Regions from separate parts of the Bicyclus anynana genome. Here region 2 is linked to region 1. The links are chromatin contacts, called in public Hi-C maps. All regions are on one chromosome and are shown on one strand. Each heading gives the region's core, a stretch centred on a gene start, on an enhancer-like site or on the middle of the called end of the contact. The rest is flanking DNA. Distances are from core to core; before and after follow the strand shown.

Evidence for each region. A called contact is a pair of places that touch in the nucleus more often than the background predicts.
Region 2: a Hi-C map of whole larva shows a contact between it and region 1, with 2.9 times the contacts expected there. The contact joins the enhancer-like site here to the promoter of LOC112042852 in region 1. A contact is called at or near these places in 2 of 2 Hi-C or Micro-C datasets (whole body and whole larva).

The regions. Positions count from the first base shown.
Region 1 is chr12:7,738,480-7,741,603 of ilBicAnyn1.1, reverse strand. LOC112042852 reads right to left here and starts at 1,552. Exons shown (of 7, transcript XM_024078025.2): 1 at 937-1,552. The coding sequence starts at 1,225.
Region 2 is chr12:7,800,791-7,803,802 of ilBicAnyn1.1, reverse strand. The region is part of intron 1 of LOC112042852; the gene reads right to left. Among protein-coding and RNA genes, the nearest start is that of LOC112042878, 39 kb to the left of the region's middle. Within about 2 kb of position 1,497, at least 7 of the 8 cell types and tissues checked have open chromatin away from gene starts, as enhancers often do.

The DNA of each region.
Region 1 (3,124 bases), core at 303-2,802:
ATTCTTTACAAGTTAGCCCTTGATTACAATCTCACCTGATGGTAAGTGATGATGCAATTTAAGAAGGAAGGTATGTTTAGGTATTTTAAGATGACGTGTATGAGTATCTAGCAGATATTTTACACCTGTTCAATAAAATCGAAGTGGCCATAAATGAGGTTAGATCTTTGTAAGGCTAGAGACTTATTATATTCATGTCATTCATCATGTAAGATGAATAAAAGGATGGAACCAAGTTGAATATGCTTTTCACGCCTTAAGATAGACGCACATTGTGTGTATAATAAGTATACATTCCAAGTTACTTATTATTTGCATATAAAGATACCTAGTTACTTATTATTTGCATACGTATACAATAAAAAAGAAATTAATGAAGGAATTACATATATTACTTAGTCCTCACCTTGAATTTTTTGCTCTTGAACTCAATGATTTTAATATTATAAAATCTCAAGCTCGGGTCAAAAGGTATTTTCAATTTCTTTTACGAGTCAATCTAAGCTAATTAAAAGATTAAAAGTTAAGCTAAATAACTTATTACTTACCTGGTAAAGGTCAACGTACTATTACAGAGATGATTTCAAGGTGAAATTAAAATAAGTACATCACACGAGTAGGTAAATTATTTGCTTACTTGTACAACATACATTACAACAATTATTAGGAACATAAATCAGGAACCTACCTATTATGTACGACTTTCATAGGAACAGAACTATTCATTGCTTTTCCATCGGGCTTGATTGTAGTAAAATAATACTAACCCTACTGAGTAGGTATGCACTTTTAAATTCTTCGTTACTAACCCTACCTACTTACCATATTTTAATCTTTTCTATGTTTAATTAATATGTACCTACAGATACCTACATTCAAGATTAAGTTAATTAAACTTAAAAAAAGTTTAGTGTAATGCCATTATATGGTACTTACGGACTGGTACTATCTTGGGGTCATACTTCTCGACCAGGTCGTGTATACGTTCAATCTTCGTCCGCGCACATTTCGACCTCTCGGTTATTCCTTCCAGCTGCGACGTGAGCTCGCTGAAGATGTCTTCAGCCAGGAGAACCAGAGAGGCGAGCTGCCGGAGCGCATTGCTAAGTGTACAGTTGGTCACCGCTTGGAGTTCCTCATCTGTGACCTTAGGCTTCCCGTTCTCATCTCGCAAACTCGTTCGTGAGAGAAACTTTGGCTCCAACACGCGCTGCACAAAAGGCATCTCAGTAGATGTTCCCGAAACAACTACAACAGATTATTCACCCATTCCCGCGGCGCGAATTTAACTTAATTCCGGCAACCATTCAACACACCACACAAAAAATGTCAGGTAACCGCCACTTTGAACTAACCGACATCCTAACCGGCAAACTTTCACTAACTTTACTATTTATATAGCTTTATATCAATGTACAATCTGTACTTTTGTTTTTAAAGACGGTTTCGTTCATGAAAACGAGAAAATAAAGTTTGTTAAAAACTTTTCATATTCACGAAATCCCGCCATTTCACTTATTATACAACGACATCACTCAATGACCGTAGCAGCCGGCCGAATGAAAATAAATGAATGAAGCCGTTGTCGATGTGGCCATTTTCGATTGCTTTATTTCCCCACGATTGCTTTATAAGTATAAAGGCCTACGATTCCTTTTTATCTTATATTTTCTGAAACTTTGTTTTAGTTTTATGGTGAGGTTTAATATTATTAATGAAAATATAAGAAAAAATTAGGTATCAATTGCTTTAAATTGCCTTAAAAGATACATATATTTATAAACTACTAGCCGACGCCCTACGGTCTCACCCGCGTAGTTCACCGTTCCCGTTCTCGGTGATAAAATATAGTCTATGACACTCTATATTGTGGCTTTCTAGTGGTAAAAGAATTTTGAAAATCGGTTCAGTAAATCCAGCTAAACCCCTCAATACAATACCATGAAACCTCTTTAAACTATTAGTCTAACTAATATGTTATTAGTATAATAAATCATAAAATATGTATTGAATTTTTTTTAGGTAAAGATATTAATTTTTGTCAAATTAATATATCTATTTTTTAAAGCAATAGCAAATATAATTTAACTTTAATATTTTATCATAAATGTATTTAACTAAAGTATATTGTCAAAAAAATATTGATTTCAACATTATAATTTTTTGATAAAATAAACATTTTTTTTCTTGACACATAACTTATTTCCTTCAATTTGTGCAAAGGTCATTTTACTGGCAACATTTAACATTACCTCATGCGCCACCTGTAGAAAAATATGTAAGTTTTTTACAGTCAAGTAGTTACATTTAACTGCACAAGATGGAGCTATATGTTACCACGGTTTTGAACTATCTAATAATATAACTTTGAATAAAATATATAATTGGTGTCTAATTATTGTTCCAAGTAATAATAAATCTTTATTTTAAACATAATTATTATTTTAAAATAAAAATAAAATTTTAATCTTTTGGAATCTGATAGATACCAGCTGTTTTAACATATGCTCAATAGGTGGCAGCGCTTGTTAATTATACCAAGACCGAAAAAGCCAGCGGATACCATGGTGACCGCTTCGTAGTTCGACGGTAAAATAATAGATGACGCTAAATTTAAAGAAAATATAATTTTTTAAGTATAAGTAAATTTATTAAGTATAAGTATTCTTTTCTGATAATCATATAATTTGAGAATTGTTTCACAAAACTATAAAATTTAATTTCAGCAACGATTTTTACAATTATTTTATTACATTACTAACGAATAACGATTGGTGACTTCGTCCTCGACGAATGCGGATGTAAGAAACTTTTTTCTTACGTCTGATCTGCATTAAATAAACTTAATTTAATAATTGATATAAATAACCGCAAAAACCGTAAGGATCAAGTAGATCTGTAATCAAGCTTTTCTTTCTTCCAAAAAGTTCTTTTGCCGGCAAAAGAACAAAAATTCTATATTGTTTTTTGGATTCAATAACATAGGTAGGCACATTTAAACCTATCTGTGTACTCACTCTACAACTATTATTTGTATTTTTGTACCTACAAAACAAACATAGCTTGTTTAGATGTATGGTTCTGTAAACGTAGGAAGGAAAGGAAAGTACCTAGGTATATTTAA
Region 2 (3,012 bases), core at 248-2,747, 62 kb before region 1:
TTAAAAAATGTACCATACAATTTCCATGATCTCGGTTTACAAGTATCCGTATTAGATGCATCCGGAAACAAGTCCCTGACGGATGCACGCTCTGTCATTGCTATCTGATTTTGATGTCACTCACATGACACAGGCTCTACACGAGAACGGAAAACTCTCGACTGTGATATGCCTAAATAGATATTATCCTTGTTGAGTTTATTTTGGAATGTGACTTTCCTCTCGTTTATTTATTTGATTTACAGTATTCCAGTAATGTTCATTAGTAAAAAGACTACAAAAAGTTTTTTAATTTACAAGATTTTAGATTTCGTTCACTTAGATTTACAATCATCGATGTAAAATTTGTTTCTCGTGGTTTGACATAATCTAAATTCTAGATTATTAAATTTGACGAATTCTTAAAGATGGTGGTTGATAGTTATATAATAGTTTAAAGAAGGTCACTGTATAATCTTGCTTTAGAATTGTTTTTATCGTTAACTTGTTAGTACGTCATGAATATTAAGTATCAAACACTTGCAGTACATGCAAAACCACGAGCTAGGAGCGTTGTCGTGAGGTACAGTACGAGTAGGTAAAAGTATCGTGCGGTACGCAACTTAATGCTTCGCTAGCTTTTAAAATGGTAATTTACAATCTAGGTTGTACAACGATGGTAACTAATCATGATCCAGTGCATCCACTGTACTGGCATGTAATTGAAAGAATAGCCATATTTTTTCGAAACAACAAAAGCACCCATCGTAACAGATGAATCAAGGTTATTAACCCATTCGCTTTACGGTTACGGTCTGATACCAATTCCGTTGGACTTCGCTCAGCCATACGTATTTTAGCCATTCGCAATTGTGGGAATTCGTTACGCTAAAACATTGCCCAATGCATAATAGAGCAAAGCAACTGTTATGGTGTGAAGGTTCATTAAATCCCAATGCAGTGATTCGTAATTCAACTCATAACCTAAAAATAAAAGTTTTGTTTATACGATCGATAGCGCCATGCTATGGAATTGTATCCAAATTATGAATATTTACAGTTTTAAGTATTAGTAGTATAAGTATTAAGAAATATTGAAATCAGGAAAAAAATAGCCAATCTTGACGTTTTAAAAAGTGCTTGTAAACTAAATATAGTTAAAGGAATATTAAATATTGACATAACTGTTTCCTATCGAGGTATTGCTTAGTAAATAGCTTTAATATGATAGGTGCTTTCATTTAATAAAGTTAATCATCTGGTCATTGAAAACAGAGTAATAGTAATAGGTAATAAATATCGTGTAAGAACATTCTAAGACATAAAAACTTCAACAATAAAACAGCAAGTTTACAAAAGGTTGCGTAAAGGACATAGGGATGTAATAGGCAACCCTGTTAAAGAAACAGATAGGGCTTAATAAGTCACAACGGTAGCTCACATTCTTACGGTCCATAGTTCCTAGTACGGCGTTAAATAAATCAGCGCAAGGTACAGAAGTCGTTTCACCAAATCGGGATGGAGGAATGAGGAGCGATTTATTTCTATGGGAGACATCGCGTACCGCTCGTTCCCGTGTACGCAATATACGAAATGAAACAGGATTATTATGAATGATTATTACGTCTTGTGTGTTTTGTGCGAAGCCATTTGTGTGAAATGTAACTAGCTATTATTTTCCGGTGCTGTGTTGTGTTGCCACAACGATACACAAGTAGCTTGATTTATGGGCATTCGTCCCGAAAGACATTCCGGAACAAAAAGCTGCCCTATGTCTGTTTTCCTTGACATTTGGAAACAACATAGTTTTACGACTAAATTAGTCCTCGTCTTTATTTTATGTTATGTCTACGAGTTGGATTTTAGCAATAAGAACGCCTATTATATCGTTGTTATTTTCCGTTGATGAATTATAAAGTTGTTTATCATTTTATTTCATAAACTCTTTAGTTACAATAACGGTTAATTTTTTTTTTATTGGTTTTCTAAACTGGCACAATGACTTAACCTAACATATATTAAAAATAGCTTCTACTCATCCTCATGTAATTGTGCCTACTTGAAGCAAACACAACATGCTTACATAGGGTACATACCACAAATTATTAACTTAATCTAAACAAAAAGAAAAAAGACAAACAACAAAATGATGAAGAACAAACAAATGTGAAGAAGTAATCGATCAATAACATTTAAGGAAACCTAGTCTTAATACTACTAATTGAGTCACTGAAGGTATCTATACGGTCTCGGACACTGTTTTAAATTATAAGTCATGTACCTTATACCTATATTCGTGCATACTTAATTAAAGATCGTTTAGTAAATTAATGCCGTACTTACTGGTTTTTCTATAATTTATTATCTTTACTACGTAAAATCAAGTTTAATTTTATCAGCGATAAAACGTAGGACTGCTTCATTAAAATTTTAGATGGCGGATAAAAGTTAATTACCTGCCTAGGGAAGAGTTATTATTTTAGAGTTGTTTGTTTTAGTAGTACGCTGATTTAGCTTCCCCTTCTTCATGGATTTTTGATAGACATACGTACGCTACGATTTACAACACGGTGATGTGGATATTAGATCTATTAGCTATTTTTACCCGACTATGGCGAAGCCAAAAAGAAGGGTACTGATTTTGGTAGTCCACGGCTTACCATGATCATTTTAGAAAGAATCTAGACCACTTTTTTACTCATTTCACTTTTCCTCCCCCAGTATCACATTTTGACAATAAATTACAACGAGACATTTCTAACAATGACTTTCTCCAAATTGAATAGTTGTCAAGCGATTGTGAAACAATTGGATGATCCCTGGAGATTATTATTTATCAAGTCACGAAGCTCCTCTCCGTGACTTGGCTTTTGTAGTTGAAGATAATGACAATTCAACAATTAGCGGACTTCTTAAAGTCAAAGTCAAACAATTCATTTATTTCAATTAGGCTTTGTTTACAAGCACTTTGAAACGTCAGGTAATGTTATTAGTTAATGAATGATGACAAATAGTTAAAAACTTAAAATTAAA